2 separate regions of the Mus musculus genome follow, and region 1 is linked to region 2. Evidence: chromatin contacts called from public Hi-C data. All regions are on one chromosome and are shown on one strand. The core of a region is the stretch at or near the end of the contact, and the rest is flanking DNA. Distances in the headings are between cores, read along the strand shown.

What was found. A called contact is a pair of places that touch in the nucleus more often than the background predicts.
Region 1: a contact with region 2 is called in a Hi-C map of bone marrow-derived macrophages, with 1.6 times the contacts expected there. The contact joins two enhancer-like sites. A contact is called at or near these places in 4 of 484 Hi-C or Micro-C datasets (bone marrow-derived macrophages and embryonic stem cells), 5 of 115 datasets of contacts at active chromatin or transcription factors (embryonic stem cells and kidney) and 1 of 9 other capture datasets (embryonic stem cells).

Annotation. Positions count from the first base shown.
Region 1 is chr13:99,124,906-99,128,128 of GRCm38.p6, reverse strand. No RefSeq gene overlaps it. Among named protein-coding and RNA genes, the nearest start is that of Gm45938, 16 kb to the right of the region's middle. Within about 2 kb of position 1,353, at least 71 of the 459 cell types and tissues checked have an H3K27ac peak or open chromatin away from gene starts, as enhancers often do. A contact at or near this core is called in bone marrow-derived macrophages, where this site is marked.
Region 2 is chr13:98,995,718-98,998,916 of GRCm38.p6, reverse strand. Gm35279 (a long non-coding RNA gene) reads right to left here. Exons shown (of 5, transcript XR_873855.1): 2 at 2,418-2,477; 3 at 2,071-2,335. Among named protein-coding and RNA genes, the nearest start is that of Gm35279, 3.1 kb to the right of the region's middle. Within about 2 kb of position 1,701, at least 43 of the 459 cell types and tissues checked have an H3K27ac peak or open chromatin away from gene starts, as enhancers often do. A contact at or near this core is called in bone marrow-derived macrophages, where this site is marked.

The DNA.
Region 1 (3,223 bases), core at 104-2,603, 130 kb before region 2:
TTGTCTTTAACATAAGATGACTCTTAAGCTTAAGATGGAGACTGGCTGGTTCTCCAAAAAGACCATCTTTCCATTAACCCAAAAAGGAGGTATTCAGAGCCAGTTTTTCAGAGAAGGACATCCAAACATAGGGGTGTGTCATGCCAATATGTGACTGCCGAGGGATGCAGCCAAGACACTAACCCAGACTGCCAAGACGAGCTTCACTCTGCTCCCCAGGCTGCCTACCATCCCCCTCTGTCTTTTCTGTGTCCCTTTTGGCCTTTATTCCAAAGGAGGATGAGAGGAGGGTGGAGAAGGGACACATAGTGATTATGAAAGGAAATGATACACATGAAAACACTTCGAGATTGCAGCACCATAGAGATGCTTCGAAGCATTGCTATTAAACGTGGAAATGGCTTACTGAATTATCCTTTCCCTACAATGGTGAATCATTTTAATTTTCATTTGAATTGCCCACCTACCCTGTGGGAAGCCGCCCTCACATTCGCGGTTACAAGATGGCGCTGACATCCTGTGTTCTAAGTGGTAAACAAATAATCTGCGAATGTGCCAAGGGTAGTTTTCCACCCCATGTGCTCTGCCTTCCCCGTGACAACAACTCGGCCGATGGGCTGCAGCCAATCAGGGAGTGACACGTCCTAGGCGGAGGATAATTCTCCTTAAAAGGGACGGGGTTTCACCATTCTCTCTCTTGCACTCTTGCGCTCTGGCTCCTAAAGATGTAAGCAATAAAGCTCTCTGGCTCCTAAAGATGTAAGCAATAGAGCTCTTGCTCTCTTGCTCTCTTGCACTCTTGCTCTCTTGCTCTCTTGCGCTCTTGCTCTCTGGCTCCTGAAGATGTAAGCAATAAAGCTTTTGCCGCAGAAGATTCTGGTTTGTTGCGTCTTTCCTGGCCGGTCGCGAACGCGTGTAAGACTACCCCAAGACCAACTGTTGAAAGAGGACAAATGGGGATCTATGCTTGACAGAGGAATGCTCAGATCAGTAAAACAAGATTACAAGGAACTCAGAAACCCGCTTGCCTCAGAAGCACCACGCAGTACAAGAATTGCTAACCATTCAGTGAGAAGCCAGTCTTCACAAAGGAGGCTGTTTGTCTGTTCCTTGTCTTTGAGGTGTTCTGATTTGGGGCCAGCCTACCTAGCAAAGAAGTACTGGTAGAGGCAAATCATGAATCATTGAGATTGATAATTTGCCTCACAACTGAAGAACTAGTTGGGGATCACAGTGAGAAAGGAAGAAAATAACGTTAACCCAAAGGAAAAGCTGATGGAGAAGCCTGGCTTCCTGCCCCGCCCTCAAGCCCAGTGAACGGAAAGGGAAACAGCACAGAGCATTCAAAGTCCTTTAAGTGAGAAAGCAGGTTGCGCATCCTCTAGCTGCTCGGGACCTTCTCTTGAGGAAACAGGCAGATGTGTTTGTGAGTGGTTATCTGAACGTGACCCCTAGTGTCCAACTTGGACAGCACTCACAGAGAAAAATCTTTGTTAAAGGAAGGCCGGAAACTGTAGGACTATGTAATAACATTGGGGCTATGAGAGATTTCATCTAGTTTCCTATTTTACAAACGAGTGGTTAAGGCCAAGGAATGGTAAGATGACTTGGGGGGCACATCGGTGGTGACAAAGCTGGAATGGAGCCCAGGTATTTTAATTCTAGTTCAATTTCTTGAGCATTTTGTTTTAGAGAATGATTGACACTAGATAGTCTGTGATAAGATCTACCTACAGAAGAACATGAGGATCAGTGTTTCGTTACACAGACTGGAATATGAAGTGGGCATTGATACCATCTATACACACTATGATCTGAAGCAATGCTAGTCAGTAACTAATTTTGGGGGGGGGGATTGGTTTATTTGTTCTGTAGATAGTATTCTGCCTGCATGTATGTCTGCAAACCAGAAGAGGGCACCAGATCTCATTACAGATGGTTATGGCCACCATGTGGTTACTGGTAATTGAACTCTGGAAGAACAGTCAGTGCTCTTAACCTCCGAGCCATCTCTCCAGCCCCCAGTAACTAAATTTTTAATTGCTCATCTTTGGTATGTGTGTATTTGTGAGTCATGTGGTTGCCAGTGTGTGCAGAGTCCAACTTTATCTTTCTAATATATTAAAGTTTGTTTTTTGTTTGTTGTTTTACAAGGCAGGGTTTCTCTGTGTAGCCATGGCTGTCCTGAAGCTCACTCTGTAGACCAGGCTAGCCTCGAGATCTGCCTCCCTCTACTGCCTGAACACTGGGATCATAGGCGTGTACCACCACTGCCCAGCTAAAATTTGATTTTTTTTCCCCTTCAGTATAATTATTTTATGTATATGAGTGAGTGTGTTCCTGCACCACATGTGTTTGGTGGCCACATGGGCAAACAAAACAGTATCAGATCCTTTGAAACTGGAACTACCAAGGTTATAAGCCACCATGTGATTTACAGATAACTGAACCTGGTCCTCTAGAAAGAGCAGCAACTACTCTTAACTGCCAGCCCACCTCTCTTGAGTTCACCCTTCAGTTTTTTATGACAGAGTCTCTCCCTGGAGCTCACTGAGTAGGGTAGGGTGGCTAGCCAGCAAGCCCTAGGTATCTGCTCGTCTCCTCCTCTCGCCAGTGCTGGGATTTTAAAAATCATGCAACCACACCCAGTTCTTTTATGTGAGTTCTGAGAGTTGAGTTCATGTCCTTGAACTTGCAAGACAAGCACTGGACTGCCCGAGCCCTCTCCCCAGCCTCGTGTTAGGCACTGTTGAAGTTTTAGACCTTTCCATATTTTCTCCATTACGCACCACACATTTCAGTGACAAATTATGGCATTTCTTCCTGGCCCAAGGTTCATAATGATCTTCAAAGGGAAGAAATGATATCATGTAACTGGAACATTCACTGAGGACGGGAGTCAGATGCACAGAGTCTCCTGAGATCTCCAGCTACGGACATTTGTGTGTGCAGCTGTTACATTCCACCCATTTCCTGTCCTCCTGCTCCCAGCCTGCTGAGCAATGCCAAAGGACATCTTGTCCCCAGGCCTGCTCATGCTCCTAGGGACCCAGCCGATCTCACTCAGCTAGCTCCTAGCATCCAGAGGTATTTGGGTCACTCCCTGCCAGACTCCTGCCAAAAGCCCTTCCACATTCCTCTCTCCTCTCCCTCTTCTCCACTTCTCCGCCCCCTGACCATATAAGATCATTCGGTGTGACCTAACAATGTGCCTCTTTACCCA
Region 2 (3,199 bases), core at 452-2,951:
AACTAGAGTACTGCAGACAGAGTTAGAAGACTTGGGTTCAAGTCTTAATTCTGCTGCCTTTTGCTGGCAACACCGATCCACAGCCATGATTCTGTCAAAACTGCCCTTGGGTCTTGAATCTTATGATGCTCAGACAAGATGTCACAGGGAAGTAAAAGAGGTCATGAAGAAGCAGGGTGGAGAGTAAGCAGCACGGAGCCCACAGCCAGACACTTGGAGCGAGACCCAGCTCTGTCCCCAAGCATCTATGAATGGAGGCAAGCCAGCTTGCTTACCCTTTACAGTAAGAGCCAGGCTCACACCCGAGTCAGAGGTCACAGGAGAACCTGAGCTTCTCCCTGGGTGCAGGGGAACCCGTTTAGACCATGATCAGTGCTCAGCCATTGTCAGGCTCCCTCAGAGCTCTATCTCCTCCAGCCTGAGCCAATCCTTGCCAATTCTTCTTACACAGATAATCCCTTCCTCTTGTTCCCTCTCCATCCACTCAAGCTATTACTCTCCCACTCTTGAGCCTCTGGGCAGCAGAACTGCTGGGCTCTCTGATCCCATTTTCTGGAATGTTGACTCAAACATCCCCTTACATCCATTAATTACATAATCAAGATCAAATGCACAGTGGCCCTCAGGTGCCCGTAAAAATCATTTTAAAGCCTTAGACTACACATTCAGACATTTTTAAATCAAGCCACTGTGCCTTCCTTATTCAGATCCTCTGGCCTGGAGCCCCTCCCTGTTCTTACTTAGATATAGTTTCCGATTTCATCTTGTGATCTCATGTCTCCACGTAGCTGCTCATTCTTTCCCTTCCTCCTTCTTCCTCCCTTTGGGACCAACTGAGGAAAGACAGTGTAGAACAGGGGTTTGAAGTGCCCACTTCCATGTCTGACAGGTCTCCATTTATTTCCTGGTGTCAGACTTCTGAGGGTATCTGACCTTGGGTAACTCTTATTTTAATCCATATGCTTAGCTAGACTCTCTTTTTGTTGTTTTGTTTGTTCGGTTGGTTTGGTTTTGGGTTTGGGGTTTTTCAAACAGTTCTCTGTGTAGCCCTAGCTGTCCTAGAACTCACTCTGTAGACCAGGCTGACCTCAAACTGAAAGAGATCTGTCTGCCTTTGCCTTCCAAGTGATGGGATTAAAGGTGTGAGCCATTACTGCCCCTTTCCCACTGCCCTGCTCCTAGCTTAGCTAGGACACTCTTAATGTAGTAAGAGAAAAAAAGATGCATTTTGCATCACATTTTACATCCATTTACAATAAATGTATTGAGGGGGGCAGGTTAACTGCTTTTTAGTTAGTGTTTTACTATAAAATGTGAACCAGAATTCAAAATATTAAAATTTTCTTGGATTTTTCATCTCAGTCTTTTTCTGTTCTGTATAAAATTACATCCGACTCACAAGAACCCGAATCAGGGACTGACAGCCTTGTGCCCAGTGCCAAAGTTAATTCCTTTATTATGTTCTTACTCTGCACAAAGATAATCTAATTTCTTGAGCACACACCCTCAGGTCATCTAAGACCAGTGACCCAGCTTTCAGATTAGCCAAAGCAAGATATAGGCAATTCCCAGACAGGGGCTGAATGCTCCGACCTGGTGAAGTTAGAGAAACTAGTCATGGGGACACAGGGAAGGAAGGCAGAGAGGGAAACTGACCTCAGCCAATCAGGAATGAAGAGGGTGTCGATTCCCTCTCAACCACGGAAATGTCAAAAGGGGAAGAGCTAAACCGGTCCCCACAGCAGAGAGGGTACCGCCCAATCCTGCCTCTTTCTGTTCTTGAATTCTTCTTTGCCAAAATCAAGAAGAATGGTTCAGATATTTCCATTTGCAAGGCTTTGGAAAGTTACTTAAATCAAACTCTGCCTGTCTCCATGCCCCAGATCCCAGAGTCCCTGGATCGAAACCTGTGTCCTCCTCTTCCATTCTCACTCTTTTCACCCTCCCCTGTCGGGGTGTCATATAGTTCTCCTGAGGACATCCGTGCCTGGCAGGCTGAGTTTTCTGCTCTAAGCTAATATTGCATCTACCCCCATTGTATCTTTGTGACTTTATCTCTCATTGTCTCACCATGACCTTTCAGTCATCACAAGATCCTGTAACTTAAGCAGCACTTTAACCACAGGTGGATGGTAGTGTAGAATCCATGCCGCAATCAGGAGAAGCATCACGCAGCATGAAGCAAGAGTCTGGGGGGGAAAGCGATCCTGGACTCTGGGCTCAGAGCAAAGGGTCTGAAACAGCTTTGGAGTCTCTGGGGTCTCTAGGACGCTGGCCATCAGTCCCGTCAGTATGCTGTGTGTCTTGCTAGCAGACACCAGACTTCATCTAAGACCTGGGGCAGAAAAGAGGCAAGGAGAGGTGAGTGTTTTTATACCCTCGGGGTGTGAGGTGTGGGCATTGCCCTAGTTACTAACCCAGCAACAGTTCCTGAAGGTTGTCGGGACGAAAGATGTTTCTCCCTTCATCCAGTCTGTCTGGAGGAGGAAGCATGGACAGGCAAAAGATAATCTTACAGTACACACATCAACTGTTTAAATGACTTACTAAATGATAAAGAAGAATTTAGGTTAGTCCCTATGATGGTTTGAATATGCTTGGCCTATAGGAAGTAGCACTATCAGGAGGTGTGGCCTTGTTGGAGGAAATACAACACTGCAGGGGTGGGCTTTGAGTTCCTATGCTCAAGCTATGCTGTGTGTATGAGAGTATGGACTGAACCTCTGAAACTGTAAGCCAGCTCCAATTAAATGTCTACCTTTTTAAGAGTTGCCTTGGGCCAGGCGTGGTGATGCACGCCTTTAATCCCAGCACTTGGGAGGCAGAGGCAGGCGGATTTCTGAGTTCGAGGCCAGCCTGGTCTACAAAGTGAGTTCCAGGACAGCCAGGACTATACAGAGAAACCCCGTCTCAAGAAAAAAAAAAAAAAAGAGTTGCCTTGGTCATAATGTCTCCTCACAGCAATGAAATCCTAACCAAGACAGCCCCATTTTAGCCATGAAATTTACAAGATTGTTTTCCTTAGTTTTCTTGAACACTCTAATGGGTATCTTACCTTAAGCCTATTGTTTCAGGATTTTAAGCTTTCTTGTTTTATTCACTGTAATATATTACACCTTTTCTTCTTCCCACTCAAAGACCAACTGAGAGAGTCAACGGAGCCAGAGAGATGGAGATCAAAATGTCTCCTCTCTTACTG